Regions from separate parts of the Ovis aries genome. Here region 2 is linked to region 1. A link is a contact called in public Hi-C data. All regions are on one chromosome and are shown on one strand. Each heading gives the region's core, a stretch centred on a gene start, on an enhancer-like site or on the middle of the called end of the contact. The rest is flanking DNA. Distances are from core to core; before and after follow the strand shown.

Evidence for each region. A called contact is a pair of places that touch in the nucleus more often than the background predicts.
Region 2: a Hi-C map of liver shows a contact between it and region 1, with 2.2 times the contacts expected there. The contact joins two enhancer-like sites. A contact is called at or near these places in 5 of 16 Hi-C or Micro-C datasets (hypothalamus, liver, muscle and 1 more).

Annotation. Positions count from the first base shown.
Region 1 is chr14:7,350,745-7,354,802 of ARS-UI_Ramb_v3.0, forward strand. The region is part of intron 5 of LOC101121034 (polycystin-1-like protein 2); the gene reads right to left. LOC106990575 (a long non-coding RNA gene) reads left to right here. Exons shown (of 13, transcript XR_009596265.1): 12 at 1-4,058. Among named protein-coding and RNA genes, the nearest start is that of BCO1, 33 kb to the right of the region's middle. Within about 2 kb of position 2,622, at least 1 of the 54 cell types and tissues checked has an H3K27ac peak or open chromatin away from gene starts, as enhancers often do. A contact at or near this core is called in liver, where this site is marked.
Region 2 is chr14:7,478,992-7,482,913 of ARS-UI_Ramb_v3.0, forward strand. The region is part of intron 9 of GAN (gigaxonin); the gene reads left to right. Among named protein-coding and RNA genes, the nearest start is that of GAN, 43 kb to the left of the region's middle. Within about 2 kb of position 1,595, at least 10 of the 54 cell types and tissues checked have an H3K27ac peak or open chromatin away from gene starts, as enhancers often do. A contact at or near this core is called in liver, where this site is marked.

The DNA of each region.
Region 1 (4,058 bases), core at 1,372-3,871:
AGATTCATTGGATGGATTTAATAGCAGAATAGAGATGGAAGAGGGAAAAGTCACCTAACTTAAAGATAGAGCAAGGGGAATTATCCAACCTAAAGAACACAGAGAGAAAAAATATTACAATTTTTAAAATGAGTAGGATGTCAGCAATCTGTGTAACAATATCTAAAAGTAAAACATTTGTGTTATTTTAGCACCAGAGCGGTTGCTGTACAAAAATATATTTGAAGAAATACTGGCTGAAATTTTTCCATATTTGGAAAAACACATAAATTCAAAGATTCAAGAAGTTCTGTGAAACCAAATGTAAACAAAACAAACAAGCAAAAAAACTTGAAGCATGCCCACACAATTGCTGAATAGCTTGAAAATCAAAAGAATAAAAAGAAAATCTCGAAATTGGTCTGAAAAAAAAATGGTACACTGCATATAGTGAGGGGCTTCCCAGGTGGCACTATTGGGAAAGAACCTGCCTGCCAGTGCAGGAGACGTAAGAAACATGGGTTGGATCCCTGGGTTAGGAAGCTACCCTGGAGAAGGGCATGGCAACCCACTCCAGCGTTCTTGCCTGGAGAATCCCATGGACAGAGGAGGCTGGAGGACTGCAGTCCATAGGTCACAAAGAGTTGGACGCAACTGAAGTGAGTTACCTCCCACATAGAGGAAACAGTGATGTGAATGACTGTAGATTTCTTTGGAGACTGTGGAGGTCAGAGATAGTGAATGACATCTTCAAAGTGTCAAAAGAACTGTCAACACATAATTCTATAGCTGACAAAAGTATCTTCCAGGAATTAAAGCAAAATAAACACATTATCAGGAATAAAGAAATTCTCTAAGAGACTTTGTTGCTATAAAATCTGCTTTAAAGAAAATGCTAAAGGAAGTTTTTCCAGCTGAAGGGAAATGATATCAGAGGGAGACTTGGAACTTCAGGAATGAAGGGAGAGCACAAGAAAAGGTAAATGTCTTGGTAAATGTAGACTGGTTTTTTCTTCTTAAGTTCTTTGATATATGCATAACTGTTGAAAGGGCTTTTCAGTGTATGTAAGTGCCCTACAATTGACAATTATAACATAAAAGATGAAAAGCAAAGGAAACCATATGCTAATAAGACCTTAACATTTTACCTGAAGTGGTAAAATATTCACTTAGAGTGAATATTTTAGTGGTAATATTTAGTAATATCTTAGTGGTAATATTTTAGCACTGAAAGTTAATAAAGTGAAAGTTTAAATATATATATTATAATCCCCAAAGAAACTACTTAAAACGTTATCCAAATAAGTGTTACCAAAAAAGTCAATAAATAAGCAAAATAGAATACTGAAAATATTCAAATAATCCAAAAGAGGGCAAGAAAGGGGAGAAACAAGGAGGAAGTAAACATAGGGTAAAACAGAACACAAATAACAAAATAACAGACCCAAATCTAACTATATCAATAGTTATATCAATTGTAAAAGATCTAAACGTAACAATTATTATGCCAGATGGAATTTAATAGAAACCAAGACTCAACCATATCCTGTCTACTAGATGCCCACTTTAAATACGACAATATGGCTCAGTTAAAAGTAAAAGGATAAAGAAAGATGTAACAGTAAACACTAATCAGAAGAATGCTGGAGTGTCCATTATTAATATCAAACAATGTAGATTTCAGAATAAACTAGCTCTAACTCTTTATAGAAATGTGAAGGATAGCTTTGAATCTAGCCCGTTTTTTAGCAAATATTTATTTCATTCTCTAAACTCTGATGCCAACTGAAATTGCCCAGGACTAAAAAGCAGGGAAATGGATTTTTTTTTCCTGATTTCTCTCTCAGTGATCTTACCCAAGGGAGAAGAGCACAAAGTGGTTTAGTAACTGCTGCCAACAAAGAGAAGCTATGCTCGGAGTACAAAGCAATGGAGACAAGAACTTAAATTTAATAATCCTATGACCCAGCAATTCCACTCCTGGGTCTAAGCCCAACGGAAATGTGTACATATGTGCTTGAAAAGTCATTTACTAGAATGTTCACAGCTGTACAAGTTGTATTAATAATAGTCCAAATGTGAAACCACCCCTGTACATGTCAATGCTAGAATGAATGAATAAATAGAGAAATATTCGTACAACAGAGTGTATATGGCAATGAGAAAAAAGAAACCACAGTTATACACAACAACATGGATCAATCTCAGAAGCATGCTTATTAAGCAGAAGTAAGACACAAAAGAAAATATACTTTATGGTTATATTTATGTAACCTTCAAACACAGGTCACAGTATTCAGTGATGTTAGAGACTATCCTTGGAGGATAATCCCTGGAGGATTTCTGGGGGGAGAGTCATGTTTTGTTTCTTGATCTGGATGCTGGTTATATGCCTGAGTTTATTGTGTAAAAATTAATTGAGCTGTATCTTTTCGTGCGCTTTTCTGTACACACCTTGTGCCTCAATGAAAACTTTAAAAACTAGTTCAAGACTCCCTCACTTACTGATTTGTATACATTGCTTTGACATGAATGGGATACAGCTTAATGGGAAGGGAAGGTCACCCTCCAGACTCAGAGGTGTCCAGAGGTGACTTGAAATAAAGACGCAAGAATAACGGCAACACCCTGATCTGCCAGTAGGTGGCACTGAGTTATATCGCACTAGGACAGATTTCACTTTATGCTAATGGTCCCTTAAGGCACGTAATATAATTTCAGAAATGTAGAAGGTTGCCCAGGACAAACAAAGAAGCCAAACAGCTTGCCATGCAAGTGAACACAAGACATGGAGGCGCAAGGCAAGCACTTAAAGGAGAAGTTCTTTGACCTAACTTGTTTCTGTTTGAGGTCTGATCCTATCCCGTTGTTGTTTAGTCGCTAAGTAGGGTCTGACTCTTCTGCAGCCCCAGGGACTATAGCCTGCCCCTCTGTCCATGGGGTTTCCCTGGTAGGAATCCTGGAGTGGGTTGCCATTTCCTTTTCCAGAGGATCTTCCTGACCCAAGGATAAAACCGTTGTTTCCTGCGCTGGCAGGTGGATTCTTTCCTGTTGAGCCACTGGGAGAGTCCTCCTATCCCATTAACTCAGGTGACTTATCTGGCATGGAGATGAATGGTCTGGTTTGAAAAGCCCACCTCATACTCTAATGAGTTAAGCAAAAGTAGGAGTCTGTACAAACACATTTTAAAAGAGCATAGTGACATTCATGCAGAGTATGTGACTTCTGTACACTTAAAATTCATGCTATTTTCATATTGTAAATTGAGTGCTGAGGCCGCTAATGCAGATAAGAGAGCATCAGAAATATATCTCCTAATGTTAAAAAGAATCATAGAAGAAGGTGAGTGGGTAGTTTCAAGGTCTAACAAATCTTTAAAGTAGACAAAATTGGATTGTTTGGGTTGGGTGATGGTGAAGGGTGTCACCATCTATTTCTTTCGAAAGAGAAGAAAAAAATACCAGTAGCTTTTACTTACAGGAATGCCCTGAGGGATTGCAAATGTAAAGCATTGCTTATTGCTATTTCTCTTAGATTATGAAAAAAATTAATCAGAGAATTCCAGAGAGTAATATGATAAACACCCTTGAGTTCACCGTCCAGAGTGGACAAATATTTGCATTTTGTCCCACTTGCTCCAGTGTTTAACTATACTTGTATGTTACTAAGATGTCCTTGTGTAACTAAAGAGCTTAGCAGGGCTACAGTCAGTCAATTTTAACTTATGCTAAATACAATTTGTATGAAATTTAGGGGGTGAAAGATTGTATAACATAGCACTTCTTGTTTTATTTATGAAATACTAGCAAATGGGAAGAAACCCACATAATAATGCCTTGGGTGTTTCTATCACTTAAACCTTTTTTTTCCCCCACAAAGCATCTTCATGTATAATTTATTTTATTCTGTAAAACTGTTAACACATTATTGACCAGAAACATATTAACAGCACAGATATTAATTTCCACAAAAATTCCCTGGTCAATAAATGTATTAAGATCACCATCAATATAAATGTGATAGGGAAGGAAATGGAAACCCAGATATTATCTCTGGGTCTCAAATTGTATCTGGGATA
Region 2 (3,922 bases), core at 345-2,844, 130 kb after region 1:
AATAGTGCCTAAAAAACTTAGTCTTTCCCACGAAAACCTATAGAAGGGGGAAAACATCTGTGAGTAGTTTCTCTCTTTAAAGCTCAGATGTTTCCAAGTGTGTGGTATTTGCATACTTTGGAAGCTGCTGCCAAGTGAACAACCTGCCTTAGATTGAAGACTATTTATTGTTTTAAAGTAATCTCTTGTCTTTCCTGTCTTTGTTCCCTATTTTTAGGTTAAAAGTTTCCTGGAAAAATGCCACATCTTACTATTTTCTGTGTTTCTGACTAAAAGCAAAAGTGTTTGAAGGAAAGCAAAAATTTTTTTAAATTGCCCGTATTTATACCAAGTCACAGTAGCAACTTTGTGTATCCAGAAAGACAGTGTGTCTGTGTCTGCTCTTTGCATCCCTGGTTCTAGGACTGTACTAGACTGGTACTGTCGTCCTCCTGGTGGTCTGTGTTCTGTTTTAAGTCATCTTTGATTCTCTGTTATGCTTCGCATCTCATGAGTTGCCAAATCTTATTTTTTTTAAACTCTATAGTGTTTTTCACACACACCCACCTTTATTTCTCTGCCACAACTCCAGCGAGTTCCCTGTCATACGTGCGGTGTCCTTGGCCTTCTAACCAGTCTCTCTGATACATTTCACCTACTAGTGCTTTTGAAAGATTAGTCTGCCTTTGGTCATTTCGTTCAGATGGAGATTATTCCTAGTTGCCTCCTCCTCGGGGCCCTCCGTGATCTGAGGTTGAGAAGAACATCCGGCCTTTTCCCCTTTCTTCTTTTCCCGTGTTCTGGAGTGCAGCTCACTTCTTACATCCATCCTGTGTCTTGTTGCCTCTGTGCATGTGCTCAGCCCACGTGCCCTCCCCTTCTCGTTTTTAATAAATCAGTTAACTATTCTCTGCAGTCAAGACCTGTCAGCTTCATCTTTTGATGAACGGATACTTGACAGACATCTCTGACCACTGGCCACATCCCCATATGGTTCTCTGACCTGCAGGTCAGGGACCATTACCGGAGCAAGGGTTAAGTGGAAGTTCCCGGAGCGTTCCTCCCCTGCCAAGGTCGAGAACCAGGGGCAGCGGTGCACGCTGAGGAGCATGCAGACCTCAGTGCCACCATCAAAGACTCGCAAGGACAAGGGTGGGGCCCCACCACATCCCCACGTAATTCACTTAGAGTAAGTAGAAAAGTCAGCTGCAGTTTCGAAAATAGCTGTCAGCTTTCCATAAACAGGTGGCCAGGTGGTCACCGACCTAATGATTAACCAGTAGGAGGAGTTAACTGCTAACCTGTGAGAGGAGACTCTGATGAAAGCAGAAATAGCCAAGAAAGAAGTGCAGCTGCAGCCTTTAAGACCGAGGGAAAATGTCCCAGGAAGGAACAAGCTTGGAAGTTTGCTCCCCACCCTGCAGGGCTGGGAGTCACCTCTGTAGAGGAGTGGGTGCAGTGGCCCAGGATACAGCAGAGCCCTGGGCTGCCGGGGCCAGAGCTGGTGTGCGAAGCTGCTTGCTGGCTAGCAGAGCACCTCCCCGCAAGTGAGCACCTCCGGGTCCCCTGCACACTGGAGACGGCAGAGCCGACAACCGACACCAGATAAGAAGCCCTTTCCTCTCCAAGCCTTGCAGTCCCTCCAGCACCCTCTGTTGACAAAGTTTAGCATTGTACTTACCTTCTCAAAGAGCCTGCTCCTATCAGTGTTCATTTTCTCCATTGTGTATTGTTCCGTTGGTTTCTCCTCTTGTCTTATTTCCCTCCTTTTACTTACTCTGGGTTTATTTTGTTTTTCCTTTTCTACCTTCCTCAGGTAGCATATTAGATTTGTAAAATTTCTCCGCCGCAGTCTCCTACCTTTCCATCATAAGCCTATTTTCCTCTTTCACTTACGGAGCATCGTTGTGCTAGCTGTGTCCACATCCCTGCGTGGTAGATACTCCCATCATCCGAGTCATCAGAGTTGGCGTCTGTTAATTGTTTAGTGCCCTGAGAAGTGGCTCTCATTTATCTGGCTCTTCTGTTGAGTACGCCTGGGTAACATCCGGGCTCTGTGAGCAGGACGCTCTTGCGGACCTGAGGTCTCCTCTGGCACTCCAGAGAGGGGCTCCCAGCGCTCTGCAGGCAGTGGGTGTGCTCAGACTTGGTGGAGCCTCAGGTGCAAGCATTCGTGGGTCCAGTGCCCGTGAGACATGAGGTCAGCGATCGCCCGATTTCATTTGCAGGGATAGCTCTTAGTTTTTCCCTTTCCCTGTTTATTAGAGGCAGCTCAGGGGCAGGGGCCAAGTTGTATTCCCAGTCCCACAAACTGCTTGATACCAATCAGCTTTCAGATATTAGAGGAGTCAGATCTTCACTTTATAGCAGCTTGGTCTCTGAGTTGTTCCGTGATCTCGGACAACATCCTGCTTCTGCATTTCTTGGGATTCAAAATAGGGAATGTACCACTCTGTAACAGTCTGGGGAGAGTGTGCATTGGGAAAAAACAGAGCGCTGCTCTTAGTGAAATAATTATACGTGCTCCAGTAGTGAGTGGAGGCCTGGACATTGGTGGTGCTAAAGGGCTTACATACATTTCCTCTAACTGAGGTCTGCTCTGACCTGGCTATGCTTTTAGCTATGAAAGGGAATTGATCAAATTTACTTAAGTGAACATTATTATATAGCAGAGTCTAGTTTGTTTTGTTTTAAAGTAAAAAAACAAAAACCTTTTATCTGGGAATAATTTTAGACCTGTAGAAAAGTAGCAAAAATAGAGTTCCCATAAGCTATTCACCCAGCTTCTCCTGCTGTTAACATCTTACGTGCTGTAGTATTCACCTTGGTACGGTGTTATTAAGTAAACTACAGACTTTATTCGACACCAGTTCATCCACTAATGTCTTTTACCCAAACTGCAGCTGACGTTTCTAGTTGTTCTAAGTGAATTAAGTGGGGATGTGATGGGGCACCACCCTTGTGCTTGGGAGTCTTTGAAGGTTATTGGATGTTTCTACTAGGCTGTCTCTCCACCTGGGCTTGTCTGACGATGTCTTGTGATGAGGCTGAGGCTGTGCGTTGGAGGTGGGGATCCCTCATAAGCGCTTCTGGGCCCTTCTCTGCGTGGTGTCGGGGGAGAGGCGCTTTGTCCCGTCACTGGTGATGCTAATCTTGGTGACTTGGTTAAGGCGCCGTCTGTGGGGTTTCCCCCTGGAAAGTCACTGCTTCCCCCTTTGTAATTCATGAATATCCTGGGAGAGATAATTTGAGAGTATGCAAACATACTGTTTTTCCTTAAAGTTTCCCCACTAATGGAGCGCCCTCGGTGGACTGGCCTCACGGAAGTTAGAGCCATGCTGTTTGCCTCCGGGGGTCTTTCTGCTTCCCTCGTTCCTTCTCCCTCTGTCAGCTGGAATTCTGTAAAGAACACCTGTCCCTTCTCCCTATTTTCTTTAATGGATTCAGCCGTTTATTTATATCGGTATGGACTCACGGATATTCATCTTACTCTCTGAGTTGCCCAGCCAGGACTGTCGTTGACTGAGTTGCTCCAGCTGCGGCCGTCAGGAGCTGCATGCTGGCTCTGTGTCCTCTGACACACCTCACCCTTTTTGAAGCGCTTCCTCCATGGCAGCGCAAGATGGTCCAGGCTCATCTTGTGTTTTCTGTCTCAGCTGTGGAATCAGCCACTTCATGGAGCTTTGGCTCCTTTTCATGGTTATTAAATTGATTTTCAACAGAAGAGCCAAGGCAATTCAGCGGGGAAAGAAATGTCTTTTTAGCAAATGATGCTGGAAAAACTAGCTAGCTATATGCCTAGATATAAGGATAAAAAGGACTTGACTCTTATACCTCACACCATATACCAAAGGTAACTTGAAGTGTATCATAAGACCTAAATGTTAACACTGAAACAATAAAATTTCCAGAAATTTTAATTTAAAAAACTTTCGCAACTTTG